Linked DNA regions of Zea mays: regions 2, 3, 4 and 5 are each linked to region 1. A link is a contact called in public Hi-C data. All regions are on one chromosome and are shown on one strand. Each heading gives the region's core, a stretch centred on a gene start, on an enhancer-like site or on the middle of the called end of the contact. The rest is flanking DNA. Distances are from core to core; before and after follow the strand shown.

Region 1 (2,571 bases), core at 35-2,534:
TTTTAATTAAGGACCTCCTGCAAAGGCTTACCCCCAACAATTGCTTTCAATGTACGGTAACGTTTAATATACTACGTATTGTGTATTAATAGAGTGATTCACTGATAATAACACACCCATTTGGTTACATGTCAAGCCAGATGACATGTCTAGAACTATCTAATCAGAGTCACAATCAATAGGGACAATCGTAGCAGTAAGCCAACACACCACTCAGCTCTTCCTACATTCAGTGGCGGATCTCCAACCGAGGCTGGGGCTGCCTGGGCTGCAGCCCGGTCGCGGCCCAAAAATCAGCGAATAAGCCCATCAGCTCCAGCCGCGCGACCGCGTGAACAGCCTCCCAGTCGTAGGTCGCTCCTCCTCCCTCTACCCACGAGCTTCAGGCCTCCAACCGCCCACGCCCCGACGCCCGGAGCACCGCTGCAACCCGCAGCGTCGCTCGCCCGGAGGCCGGACCGCCGGAACACCGCCGCTAGCCCCGCCCGGAGCACCGCCTTGACCACGCCGCTGTCCAGCCGCCACTCCGCGCTCCCTCCTTCTGCTAATTCGTGGAGCTCAGGTTTGTACACACGCGCTGAGAAGAAAGTGTGCTTAGCTATTAGCTTGTTCTTGCATTGGAGTGATGAGCCAGACAGCCAGTGATGTATGGCCTTGCCATAATGCCATGCGCGGTGTGCGGCGTGTGCCAATGCCCCTCCAAGCTTTCTGTTGGGGGTTCCTTGTTCTGTTGGGAGTTTGGGACGATGAAGGAATAGGAGGCCAAGAGAGTTTCTGCTAATCTGTGACAGATCATGCAGGAATAGGACGTCCCATGCGAACTGCGAAGCAGAAGCAACGAAGGTGAAGCTGTGATCTGTGAAGCAGACAAGCAGTGAAGGTGAAACATGTGCTATTGTTTGCTTTAAGTTTGATTTGAAATTTTGATTTGATTATTTATTTGGTAGTAATCCCATGCTTATAAGAATAGGATGGATAAATTTTTCATCAAGAACCAGAAGAAAGATGATTCTAATTCTAAAACAATTAGGATAAACGAGAGTCTTGTAAAAAAAAGACCACGTATAGTAGCTCTGGATCCGCCACTTCCTACGTTCTGTCCGCACGATTGATCGCGAGCTTCCCAACAACACGCGTCCAATAATGTAATTTTTAGAATTTATTTACTATACGGTCTGGGAAAACAATATTATTTTTTTAGAAAAAAATCCATGCCTACAATCTCTAGCCCTGGTCCAGATGCGTATGTCGAATAAAAAGGCCCATCCTGATCTCGACCCGATATCGATTGGGCCATTTCGGCATTTCCTGTTTTCACGCTTTGCTTTCGGTTTCGGGGTCGTCGTGTCGAATTGGGGGCTGAGGCCGAATTGGATCGTCAGAAGCTGGGGGTGAGGGAGGGATGGAGGCGACTGTGGACCACCTGAGCGCGGCGTACGACGACTTCATGGCGGCGGCGGCGGCTGTGGTGGAGGCCCGCGTACAGTCGGGCGGCGAGAAGAAGACGGCGGCCACGGACGCCGCGCTCGAGGCCTTCAAGCAGCGCTGGGAGATCTTCCGCGTCGCCTGCGACCACGCCGAAGAGCTCGTCGAGTCCATCCGCCAGCGCATCGGCTCCGAGTGCCTCGTCGACGAGGCCACGGGGTCCGCCTCCGCCGGATCCGTTGCCGCCCCCGGCATCAAGCCCATCAGCGCCGTCCGCCTCGAGCAGATGAGCAAGGCCGTCCGATGGCTCGTCATCGAGCTCCAGCACGGCGCCTCTGCTCAAGGGACCGGCGGCAGTGGCGGTGCCGCTACCCCAAATGCCGGCGCTGGAGGGCAACACCCGGAGGAGGGTGCCCAGTAGGTATGGACTATGGAGTTACTGAATTAAACTAGTAGCATCGCCCTTCTCATATGAAAATTGTAGCATTTTTCCTTCAATAGAAAACAAAGAACTTGTCGTTGCTGTGTTTCTATGAGTGACAGCATTAACCTTGCGTGTTGATATTTGCAAGAACATGAACTAAGGTGCCGTTTGGTTCATATATTTGTAACGTAATGGGTAATGGATAACGTTAAATCATGTTTGTTATAGTCCAACCGTAATCAGATACCGTACTAAAATTTGATACCAGCCTATTCAAATTTGTTACCGCCAGTAATCGAGCGTAAACTATTACCATTACCATTTGCGTTACATTTTTTGAACCAAACAGCACCTAAATCATTGCGATTTGCTGGCTGTTGTTTTTACCTTTCCATTTTGAGATATACTACTACTCAGCATTAATGTCTTTATGCCCATTGGTTATTGCCCAATCTTTACACAGATTGCTAAAATGCTGCTCTCCATAAAAAAAAATTATAGTGTCGTGACAAAGCATGAGAGGTATATAGATCTAATTACATGATGACCAGAAAAAAAAAACCTGGGGGTATAATGCTGCGCCAGTTTTAAGTCTGTACCTGTTTGGACCAGCCAGTGTATGGGGATTGGTTGTTGCAGTTTTTGATTTTGAGTCAACTCTTTTGTTGAGTGAAGAGATAAGGTTGGGAACTTGGGATCCCTGGTTTGAGATAGACAAAAAA
Region 2 (2,571 bases), core at 44-2,543, 210 kb after region 1:
TTAGTATTAGTTTTTACAAGGTATATGAACTGTACGTATTTATACCCACCCGGCAAAGAGCACGTTTAGCAGGACGGTGGCTCCAACGGCGAGGCCGGCGAGTTCGCCGATCTGCAACAGTAGATTCATCAGATGCTTGCATATCGTCGACTAAAATTTATCCATTTTTTTTGCCCTTTTTCGTTAAAAGTGACAGGCAACCATAATCCAACTAGAAAGCAACGCCCGGCCGAACAGCGATGGCTCGTCCGAGTCTTGACCAGGAAGCCTCCTACTAGACGATATTATTTTAAAATTTCGGATGCGTGCGGGCGACTGTCGACTGATGGTGAACAGGTGCAGCTAAGCAGGACCCGTGACGGACGGAGAGATCGTCGTCGAGGTTGAACAATCAGAAGAATTTCATGTAGTATAATATAATCATGGTTTGGCGCTTACGGCTCTGTTGTCCGTGGCGACGCCGGAGACGACGAACATGAGGTTGAAGGAGATGATGAACTCGACGACGAGCGACTGCGCGTCCGAGCCGGCGGGCACCGTGCCGAAGAAGTGCTCCCGCGCGCTCCCGAACAGGAGGCGCAGCGTCAGGCTGGCCGCCGTGGCCCCCGTGACCTGCGCCGCCGCGTACGCCGGCACCTGCCTCCAGGGGAAGCGGCCGCAGGTGGCGAAGGCGAGGGAGACGGCCGGGTTGAGGTGCGCGCCGGAGATGTGGCCCACGGAGTACACCATCACCATCACGGCCAGGCCCCACACGGCGCAGATGCCCGGGAACGTCACCGTGCCGCCCGTCCGCAGGTTCACCGCCACCGCCGCGCACCCGGCGAAGATCAGGAAGTAGGTCCCCAACGCCTCCGCCAGGATCTGCAACCACCCCAATTAAACGTACGTCGTGTCGTCGCACACGCACACTCACGTCACACAAACCATCAAGAAAGCTACCTTCTGCACGAACGGCACGGAGAACATGGGGCGGCGACCGGCTCCGTCCTGCTCCGAGCTCTCACACCCCGCTCCATCGACTCCGCCTCCTCTGCCTTCCTCCAAATCCAGGGCGCCGTCGTGCACGCCGTTGGCAACCTCTGCTCCTGCCATCTCTGCCCGCTGCAGCGGCAGCAGCAGCAGCTAATCGCTCCGTGCTGCTTGGAGGAGGAGGAGGAAGAAGATGACGACGACGAGCACGAGGGCGCAGCTTGGTCTAAAGCACTATTTATGGGGTCTGCCAGCTCCAGCTAGACGACGACGCGCACCGCGTGTCCATGTGTCTCGCAAAAGGATAGTATATTTATCCTGATTGCCTTCGTCGTACTGACCAACTAAACTAGTCATCAGTCTACCGTGTGTCCGGGAATTCTTCACAATCCATATAATAAAAAGGGTTTTAAATAATATAATGGGCAACGATGTGAACGCAAACTCCCTCATTCGGGAGCTGTTGATGAGTTATAGCTCTCGTGTGATCAACAGCCATGTAGCGGCTGACCCCGATCACGAACTGCCAAAATATCAAGAACAAAGCGGGGAAAAAAAGAAATTAAGCATTTAAAGACTACTTGCTTCAAGTACGAGAAGATGGACAAAATGACTTCTGTTCTGTTGCTTCACACGTGCTGGTGAACTTGGTCGTTTTTCTAAGGATTATCAAAAATCTGATAGATTGTATAGAGGAAACAAAAAGGCTAGTCATAGAAGTCAGTCACTTCTCTAATGTTTACGTACGTAACGTAATGACATCTCTATATTCTCTTTTTGTCTCGATCGGGCAGTTTGCCATGTCCTATTGATTGCTTTTAAGATCCGTAGTTGTGTTTGATTTGTGTTGAGCTTTCTTTTTGCCGATTAAAACGATTCTGCTATAGGTAAAAATGATTCCGCGGACCATGCATCTCATAATTGACAGTCAACCATGAGATGAATGGTCCGCGATCCGCCCTACCGATGACTGTTTGGATAATTAAGGTCATTCCCAACAAACTGACGTCTCAAAAGCAGAGTAGTTGGGACGATTTGACTACGCTTTACCAGGATCGTCACGGCAATCAGGCGCTCCTAGCTTCACGGGGAAGTGAAAAAGGCCCATCGCTTTGTCCTTTGGGTTTTTTTTTGTGTATGTGTGTTGACGTGGTTGTATTGCCTAATTAATGGAAGTCTTTGACAACTTTCAGAGTGAGCCTGGCTTGTGCTGAACCGCATCTCTATTATTTATATGGCTGTTAATTTATTAGATTACATATACCTTATCCTTAATTTGTGCACGATCCGATCATTGCTTGATCTCAACAATAATAATAAATGAAGAAAGGGCCGGCGTGGAGTGCACGGAATGCTGCCAAATACAGCTTAGCCCGGTGTTGTCATTTGTTATTTTCAGACGATTCTTCTTGCTTGCTTGCTTTTCTGGAGCAATTCAGATGATGAAAGGGTCTCCCAGTCTCTGCCTGGTTTACTGGGATATTTGTTTCTGTGTATGGAAGTCGGGATGTGCCACTAGAAAATCTGTATACTCTGCTCAACTTGACAACGTAGAAAAGTTGCATCATATAGTCACCAATCTACAGGAGTTGCATCAGAATC
Region 3 (2,571 bases), core at 29-2,528, 190 kb after region 1:
AACACTGTTAAATCCTGTTTTTGAGGACCTTCGGAGCCGAAGGCCCCCAACAGAAGCTCAATAGTGAAGACGATGGAAATTATTCAAGATAAACCGAAAGCGAAGCACCACTTGCGTGTAGAGAAGGCCCGAGGCTATATACGAAGTTACTTGTCCGAGGTGCTTGACCCTCACGTGGACTTCCTGTTATGTAGGGCACCAATGAGGATTAATAAGAACTTTGTGTGATTTTTGATACCTTGGTAAATATACCGGCGCATCAACGAGAGTTTGCATCTATACCTCGTTTAAGTTTCTGCATTTATATTCTCAGGTTAGAAAATAGGCTAGTTGGTAGGACTAGAACTTAGATTGCATAACTCCGTTTTGCGTTAGAGATAACAATACTTAGACAAACCTTAGTTGCACTAGCTCTCTTTATTATTTGCATATGTTTTATTTAAAAAATAATAATTATTGGTCTAGTTTATAGCGATAAAATAGAAGACTTAATTCACCCCTCTTACGTATGTTTCATACACGTACTAGAAATACGAAGAACTCTAAACCCATCTGAAAGAACTAACCAATTCAGGATCGAATAGTGTTACCATTTTCAATGTCGTTCCTAGGGTGTGTTTGGTTCTCTACACTAAAGTTTAGTCCGTGACACATCATATGTTTGAATGCTAATTATAAGTATTAAAATGTATAATTACAAAACTAATGATATAGATGAAGTCTAAAAGACGAGACAAATTTATTAAACCAAGTTAATCTATGACTAACAAATGTTTATTGTAGTATCAAATAAACGAATCATGAACTAATTAATATTAATAAGCTCATTTTACCATTTAGTTCTTATCTAATTAGTTTTGTAGTTTTGCAATTGAACTTTATTTAATACCTCTAATTAATAACTACTATCTAAACATCAGATATAACGAGACTTAGAGGATATTTGGTTCCAGGACTAAAGTTTAATGTGTGTCATATCAGATATTGAATTACTATTACAAGTATTAAATATAGTTCAATTACAAAACTAATTACACATCTAAAGACTAAACGACGAGAAAAATTATTAAACTTAATTTATGATTGACAAATGTTTATTGTAGCATCATATAAGCGAATCATAGAGTAATTAGATTTAATAGGTTCATTTTATGGTTTAGTTTTTATCTATATAATTAGTTTGATAAATAGACTATATTTAATACTTATTACTAGCATTAAATATGCGATAATGACAGAATTTAGTCTAGATATCAAATGAGCCCTAAAATCTCGCTGATCCAAACGGGCCTTAAGCTCACGCCGGCCCTGTAGGCCTGTACTATACCTGTACGCTTCAAGCAAAACCCTACCTGATCCCACCAGCGTGGTAGAGTCTGCTCAACACCAAACTTCGACGACTGCGCCGGCCGTCGGCCGTCGCTGCCGCCCTATTTTGACCCCATCGCCGGCGACGATAATCGCCAGGTACGCCCTCATCGTGGTCTTCCCTTCCTGCTGTCCGAAGCCGTGCGCCCAAACCCTAACTTACTACTGGTAGGTACTCCACCCCTAGGTCTTCCCTTACTGCTGTGCGAAGCCGTGTGCCCAAACCCTAACATACTATTCGTATTCAGATCTGAATCTAATTGTATATGCATGTAATATGCCTGCTAACTTCGATTGCTTTGCAATTTTTTCGGGTGTATATGTGTATGCCCATGTCCTTAACTGGGTCAGCCCCCGTATTGTGCCGATTATCCCTTTCTGCTGTGCGAAACATGCTGCTGCAAAAATATACTTGAAACCTGCGAGGCTGCGATGCGTGCTTCCAATGGATTCGCTGATCAAGTTCAGCAGTGACACCCCCTAGGACTTCCATTATGTTTAATTGCGTTATAGTTTCTTTCTGGGGTCATTTGGTAGAACTTAAGTGGTAAGCACCTAGCGAAATATTGTTCAGAAGGTACTCCCTTTGTTCCACAATTTTATAGGCATATTTGTTTTTCTTTTGTCTTTAATGTTATACTTTGGCCATTGGTTTCTCACAAAACGTATCATCTGTAACTAGGAAACTGATATAGTTTGGAAGCATTTTGAAATATGAATCCAGCTGTATAATTTCTATGCACTGAACATACTTATAATTCATACTCTCTCCATCTACAAGCATTTGCATGTATAAGAATTTTAAGGCAGATTAAGGAGAAAGGGAAATGACTATGATGCCCCTCAATCAATCACCAACATACACAGATGCAATTAATGCCTTTCTTTTCTATTGAGACCATAAATGGCACGCACTAGTTAACTTTTTAGACACCAAGCTAAGCATCTCCAGCAATCTCTCTAACACCCACTCTGTAAGGGCACGTTCAGCACTGGGCTCTTAGGAGACACCTAAGGTCTCAATCCATGTGTAAGCTACCTTGAGGCAGCATGTGTTCTTGCATCCTGAATCGGCGCTCGTGTAGGTGTCTGGTGCTTCAATCTCTTACAGGAGCCTGGCTTTTGTCTCCAAATAAAAAAATTAACTGGATTATGATGTAAATACATTATATGGTCAAGTGCTTGAAAAAGTTTCTAAATTTA
Region 4 (2,571 bases), core at 44-2,543, 180 kb before region 1:
GCCTCTTCAGCGGGAGGAACGCGGCTGCGCGGCGCGGCTGCGATGCCGCGCCACCGGACACGGCCGCGGCTGCTGCGGCGGAGTTGGTGGCCAGCGCCATTGCGATTTGCGAGCGAGGGGTGCTAGATGGGTAGGTAGAAAGGTAGCGGTAGATGGGGAGGAGTCGTGTTGTGCAGGGTGTTTCCTCTGAGGAAATGGAGGTGGCGAGGGTGGGGATTGCGGGAGGATGGCGTTGATGGCGGCCTCGGCAACGGGCGGTGCTGATATCGCGTACTGGTCCGATCCAATGGCGGGCGTTGATAGCGGAGATCCTCGGCAGAACCGTGCACCAAAAGCTTTTGTGAACGTCTACATTAGCTTCTTATGTAGTAGTAGAGATAGAAGATATGTATACTGTTACAGTTAGTCAGAAGCTAGTCCAGACTCCTTTGTGGAATCCAGTTATTTCAGTACAAACCGGTCATAAAAGCACAATAATCGCCAAAGATAACAAAAGCCATAAAAAATCAAAACAATAATGGAACTACTAGTACTTATGGTACATACGTAGACGTCGATCATTCATCACAAAAAGATAAATTAACACAAAAAAGTGGAAACATCCATGTCAATCCAAACAACACTTGGACATGTGTTCCCTGTCTTCCTCCTCTACCTCTGGATGGACCTGCACGTCAATGGATGGATCCACATCTGCCATGGCTGGATCTCTTGGATGCGCCCAATATATTTATATATAATCCTCAAATCATACGGTCACGCCGTCAACCGTCATGGATGAGAATTTAGCTAGGAATGATAAATCGGATGGGTCAGTTGGTGTTGCGTGCGCATCGGGTGATGGCGGAGCATCCGCGGCGGTAGGGGTTGGCGGGCTTCTGCGACGCGCAGTTGCTGTAGTAAGAGCGGCCGCGCTGGTTGCACGGCACCTGATCCGCGCGCAGCGCCGCGTAGCTGATGTACCGGTTGGTGGGCTGCCGCTGCGCCAGCGCCCGCCGCAGGAACGCGTCGCTGCCGCCCACCTCCTGCTCCTCGTCGCTCCCCACCGCGCACTGCCCAAGCGTCCCGTCGCACGTCGGCCGCAGCGCCCCAAGGTCCGTCGGCGCAGCGCCGGCGTAGGCCAGCGTCGCCGACGAAGCAGAGCAGTAGAGGAGGCAGGCCGCGAGGGCCACCAGCGTCGTCGCGGTGCCGAGGCGACCCATGAATCGATGGAACGGCGATGTGCGTGGTTGTTCTTCTTGCTGTTGCGTTTCGAAAGAACGATGATTGCTTGAGTGCGTGGCCGGACTGAATGGCACGCCACAGCCCTTGGTGGCCCTGGTTTTCTAAGCGCGGGAGGATGGGAGTGAGAGGCCGAGGATTGCTGCGCGGGAGAGAAACGAGGCCGTCCGTGCGTCATATTTATAGGTGTACATTTGTGCTGATTTGTGCTGTGATTAAGGGTATGTATAGTGGGGTATGCATAGTGGAGAGACATCGAAATAGTTCTCTAACTACAAAATACAATTAAGAGACTCTATTATACAATGAAGTGTATATTAGTCTATTAATAAATACAGAAATAAATGTGTTTGTACAGCATCGGATCGATACAACAGAAACAGTCGCTGAATCGATTTAAATACTTTAACTGAGCAAATTGAAACTGTGGGTGGACGTATTGAGCGCCTGCCGTCCTGTACGCACCTAGACAGACGCTCGCCGTCGTCGAGCACGTGAACTAGTCGGCTGAAAAAAAAGGCGTGACCGCGTCGGCGTCGACGTTGCCGGCCTGGGAAACGTGTATTTCTAGGCCACCAGAACGTTCGAGAACGCACGCATATCCTCCCTAAGAGCTGATTTGGTGGACAGGGAATTGAAGGGGATCCATGTGGGAGGAATCCCCTCCCTATTCAAATTTAAATAAGAAGGGAATTACTCCCCCATGGATCCCCTCCAATTCCATGTGCACCAAACCAGCCCTAAAGGTCCCGTGGAAGCGAGACCCCGCCCTCAACATTGCACTGTTCACATTAGAGAAAGGTTAGTTTCATATGAAGGCGTTATTGATTGTTCAGTGACAAACATTCACACTCAAATAATGGATATTTATTGCATAAAGTGGGTTTCTTGTAGCTAGTACAAAAATTACTACCAAGTAGCCTTCTAAGAAAATAGGTGTTGGTAGTAGAGACATCACAATGCAAAATTTAGGTTATAACACCTATTTATGTGAAGGATACGACAAATCAAATTAATATAAATAGGACATTCAAATATTCAATGATGATGGATTAATAAACCATACAATAAGATAAAACTAAAGGATGACTGACCTCACTAACGGAAAGACCAAAAGTTATTCTAGAAAGGGCACCTCTAACTGCTTTAGGTCCAAGAAGAAGAGAGCCTAAAACAAAAAATCAAAAAATGAAGATAAGTGGATAAAAATATAGAGACCGATAAAATGCATCTCCGCCTTCTAGCAGACCTGCACACTGAAATACGAGCAGTGTTGTACTACAAGCAATAGCTTTACCCTATCGTTTAAAAAACTCTAGCCTAGATGCAAAGACTAAACTTCTGGTCTTT
Region 5 (2,571 bases), core at 53-2,552, 150 kb after region 1:
TGGGTCGTGCTCGTGCTGGCCCGAAAAGCCCGGCCCAGATTCCCAGCACTAGTCCCGCGTCATCTTTTTACAAATAACCCATCACAGCTATTTCAAATTAACCTGTTGCCCGCCTATAGATGGCCAAACGGCGGCCCGACACGGGCCAGACGTCCGCGGGCCACAGCTCTGGCCTAGGCACGTCATGCGGACCTGCTGATTGTGTCGGGCCGGCCCGTTAGCTTGTAGACCCATTTGATTAAATCAGCGTAAAATGTTAAAAACGGTCCAAGAGGTGGGGTTCGAACCTATGCTCTGATGGAAGAAGGGCGGGAGACACTGGATGAAGATGTCTAACCAATAGAACATTATACTCAGATGTTTTTAATATTGAATATAAATTGTATATATGTATACGTTTTTTATAAAATAAAAAAATATAATCGTGTCGAGCCAGCACTATGGGCCAAGGCTACAGCCCAAGCACGGCATGGCGTTCTTGGCTTTTGCAAGTATTAGATCGTTTCTAAGACATATTGGCGCAATGGACTCCATGGTGTTTGAGGTTTCTTAATTGGATGGAGCACCAATGATTTGTAACAATAACAATAAAATGAAAGGTTATTTGTTGGTTTTAAACGTTAGTAATTGCTATGAAGTAGCATATTTATATGGAGCGCATCCGGTTTTTATTGATGCCCGACTTTAGCAATCACTCTATATTTTGATCTATTTTTTATAAGTTTGAGTTCATGTGACTTATTTTAGAAATTTGAGCTCACAAACTCTCTTATTTGGTCTCTGTATGATGAAATTATGTCATTCTATAATTTTTATTCGTTCAATCAGTCGTTGTGAACTCTCTTCTAATCGTTCACTTTATTGGGTGTGTTGTACCAAGACATATTAGATGGAGTAAACAATAACATCAGTTAGCCAAATCAAAAAATATTATATGGAGAGCGGAGACAATCAATAAAAAATATTGAGATTTTTTTAGATATTTTACGTGGGTATCGTTGTAAGCCGTTGCAACACACGAGCAACCGATTAGTCCGATTTAATGTGTCTACCATGTAACCTGCATGCATTTTATATGTCGAATAGAGGTTAAGGCCCATATAATATTTTAGCTATACAAGGAATATCACTTGTCGTTTTTAATATTAAACATACATTTAAATTTAAATTGTTTGTTTTCTTCGTCGCGAATACCAATAAATTAATGACTATAAAACATTATGTCAAAATATATATTTTGCACATATTCACCTGTCGAAGATGATGATGGCACCCAAGGCATACTGACTTGTAGAACTTACGGATGCATTGGCTTCAATCTATTTCCTTGTTATTATTGGTACACTCGTCACTAGTTGGTAAGCACGATGGTCGCATTTGTGCGGCCGTGAGGCCTCGACGCCTCGTCCAACAGGAGCCGGCGACGTCGCCCCCTTCGTCCCCTCCGCTGCGCCCACGCCACGAATCCATTCCATTCCCATTCCTCCCCACGCCGCGCGCCTCCATAATACCACACCGCCACCCCCATGCCGCTCGCCCACCACCACAATCCCCAGCCCTCACGCGCCATTGGAATTGACATTCGATTCCCAGCGCAGCTATCGAGCTCCCTTTCCCCGCCTTGTTGGCGCGCGTTAGAGCGCGAGAGAGAACCGGCTAACCTCCGGCGGCGAAGAAGTTCATGAAGGTGCTGTGCAGTGCATGCGAGGCGGCGGAGGCGAGCGTCCTCTGCTGCGCCGACGACGCCGCACTCTGCGCGCGCTGCGACCGAGAGGTCCACGCGGCGAACCGATTGGCAGGCAAACACCAGCGCCTGCCTCTCCTCGCCCCCGGCGGCCAAGGCGCCGCCGCCGTGTCGCCGCCCAAGTGCGACATATGCCAGGTGCGACATATGCTACGTGCTCATTCTTGTTTGTCTTCTACATAGATGGATAGTATAATAAGTATCTGCGGACTTGGCTTCACCGACTGACTGACTGGTCATCCTCGCCGCCAACGCGGTTCAGGAATGCGACGCCTACTTCTTCTGCCTGGAGGACCGCGCGCTGCTCTGCCGGAGCTGCGACGTCGCCGTGCACACTGCCAACTCCTTCGTCTCGGCGCACCGCCGGTTCTTGTTAACCGGCGTCCAGGTCGGCCAGGAGCTCGAGCCTGACGACCTCTCCCTGGAGCAGCGAGAGGCGTCGTCTCCCCCGCCGGCGAAGAGCGAGCCGACCCCGCCGCTCTACAGCGAGAGCGACTTCGGCTGGGCGGCCGGCGCCGGCGCTACCGGGAGCCTCACGGACTGGTCGGCCGTGCAGGAGGAGTTCGGCTCCCCTGCCCCCCGCCTCGCGGAGGCGGCGCCCAGGGCCACGCCGAAGCGGACTCCGCGGGCGCCGGCTTTCGGTGCCGGGCAGGGCCGCATCGCCGGCGGGGTCATGGATTGGCCGCTGGGCGAGTTCTTCCGCGGCGTTAGCGACTTCAACGGCGGCTTCAGCTTCGGCGAGAGCGGCAACTCCAAGGTCAGCGCAGACCTCTGTTTTTTTGGATCGTAGATCGTGTTTACTGTCTAGTCGTCTTTCTGACATTCTG

What was found. Hi-C and Micro-C count contacts between places; a contact is called where the count stands out from the background.
Region 2: a Hi-C map of ear shows a contact between it and region 1, with 2.4 times the contacts expected there. The contact joins the promoter of LOC100285584 here to the promoter of LOC100276074 in region 1. A contact is called at or near these places in 5 of 25 Hi-C or Micro-C datasets (ear, leaf, seedling and 1 more).
Region 3: a contact with region 1 is called in a Hi-C map of leaf, with 7 times the contacts expected there. The contact joins the promoter of LOC100283669 here to the promoter of LOC100276074 in region 1. A contact is called at or near these places in 6 of 25 Hi-C or Micro-C datasets (ear, endosperm, leaf and 2 more) and 1 of 3 datasets of contacts at active chromatin or transcription factors (seedling).
Region 4: a Hi-C map of endosperm shows a contact between it and region 1, with 3 times the contacts expected there. The contact joins the promoter of LOC100283017 here to the promoter of LOC100276074 in region 1. A contact is called at or near these places in 3 of 25 Hi-C or Micro-C datasets (ear, endosperm and tassel).
Region 5: a contact with region 1 is called in a Hi-C map of leaf, with 5 times the contacts expected there. The contact joins the promoter of LOC103630134 here to the promoter of LOC100276074 in region 1. A contact is called at or near these places in 4 of 25 Hi-C or Micro-C datasets (leaf and tassel).

Annotation. Positions count from the first base shown.
Region 1 is chr6:142,579,641-142,582,211 of Zm-B73-REFERENCE-NAM-5.0, reverse strand. LOC100276074 (Mediator of RNA polymerase II transcription subunit 32) reads left to right here and starts at 1,284. Exons shown (of 2, transcript NM_001149955.2): 1 at 1,284-1,846. The coding sequence starts at 1,403. The coding sequence ends at 1,846.
Region 2 is chr6:142,366,873-142,369,443 of Zm-B73-REFERENCE-NAM-5.0, reverse strand. It overlaps LOC100285584, which reads right to left and starts at 1,293. Exons shown (of 4, transcript NM_001158475.2): 1 at 940-1,293; 2 at 439-861; 3 at 50-111. The coding sequence starts at 1,092.
Region 3 is chr6:142,385,132-142,387,702 of Zm-B73-REFERENCE-NAM-5.0, reverse strand. LOC100283669 (serine/threonine-protein phosphatase 5) reads left to right here and starts at 1,278. Exons shown (of 13, transcript NM_001412566.1): 1 at 1,278-1,467.
Region 4 is chr6:142,757,122-142,759,692 of Zm-B73-REFERENCE-NAM-5.0, reverse strand. LOC100283017 reads right to left here and starts at 1,293. Exons shown (of 1, transcript NM_001155919.2): 1 at 491-1,293. The coding sequence starts at 1,202. The coding sequence ends at 813. It also overlaps the pseudogene LOC103630136.
Region 5 is chr6:142,433,925-142,436,495 of Zm-B73-REFERENCE-NAM-5.0, reverse strand. LOC103630134 (B-box zinc finger protein 22) reads left to right here and starts at 1,302. Exons shown (of 3, transcript XM_020540220.3): 1 at 1,302-1,882; 2 at 2,007-2,501. The coding sequence starts at 1,682.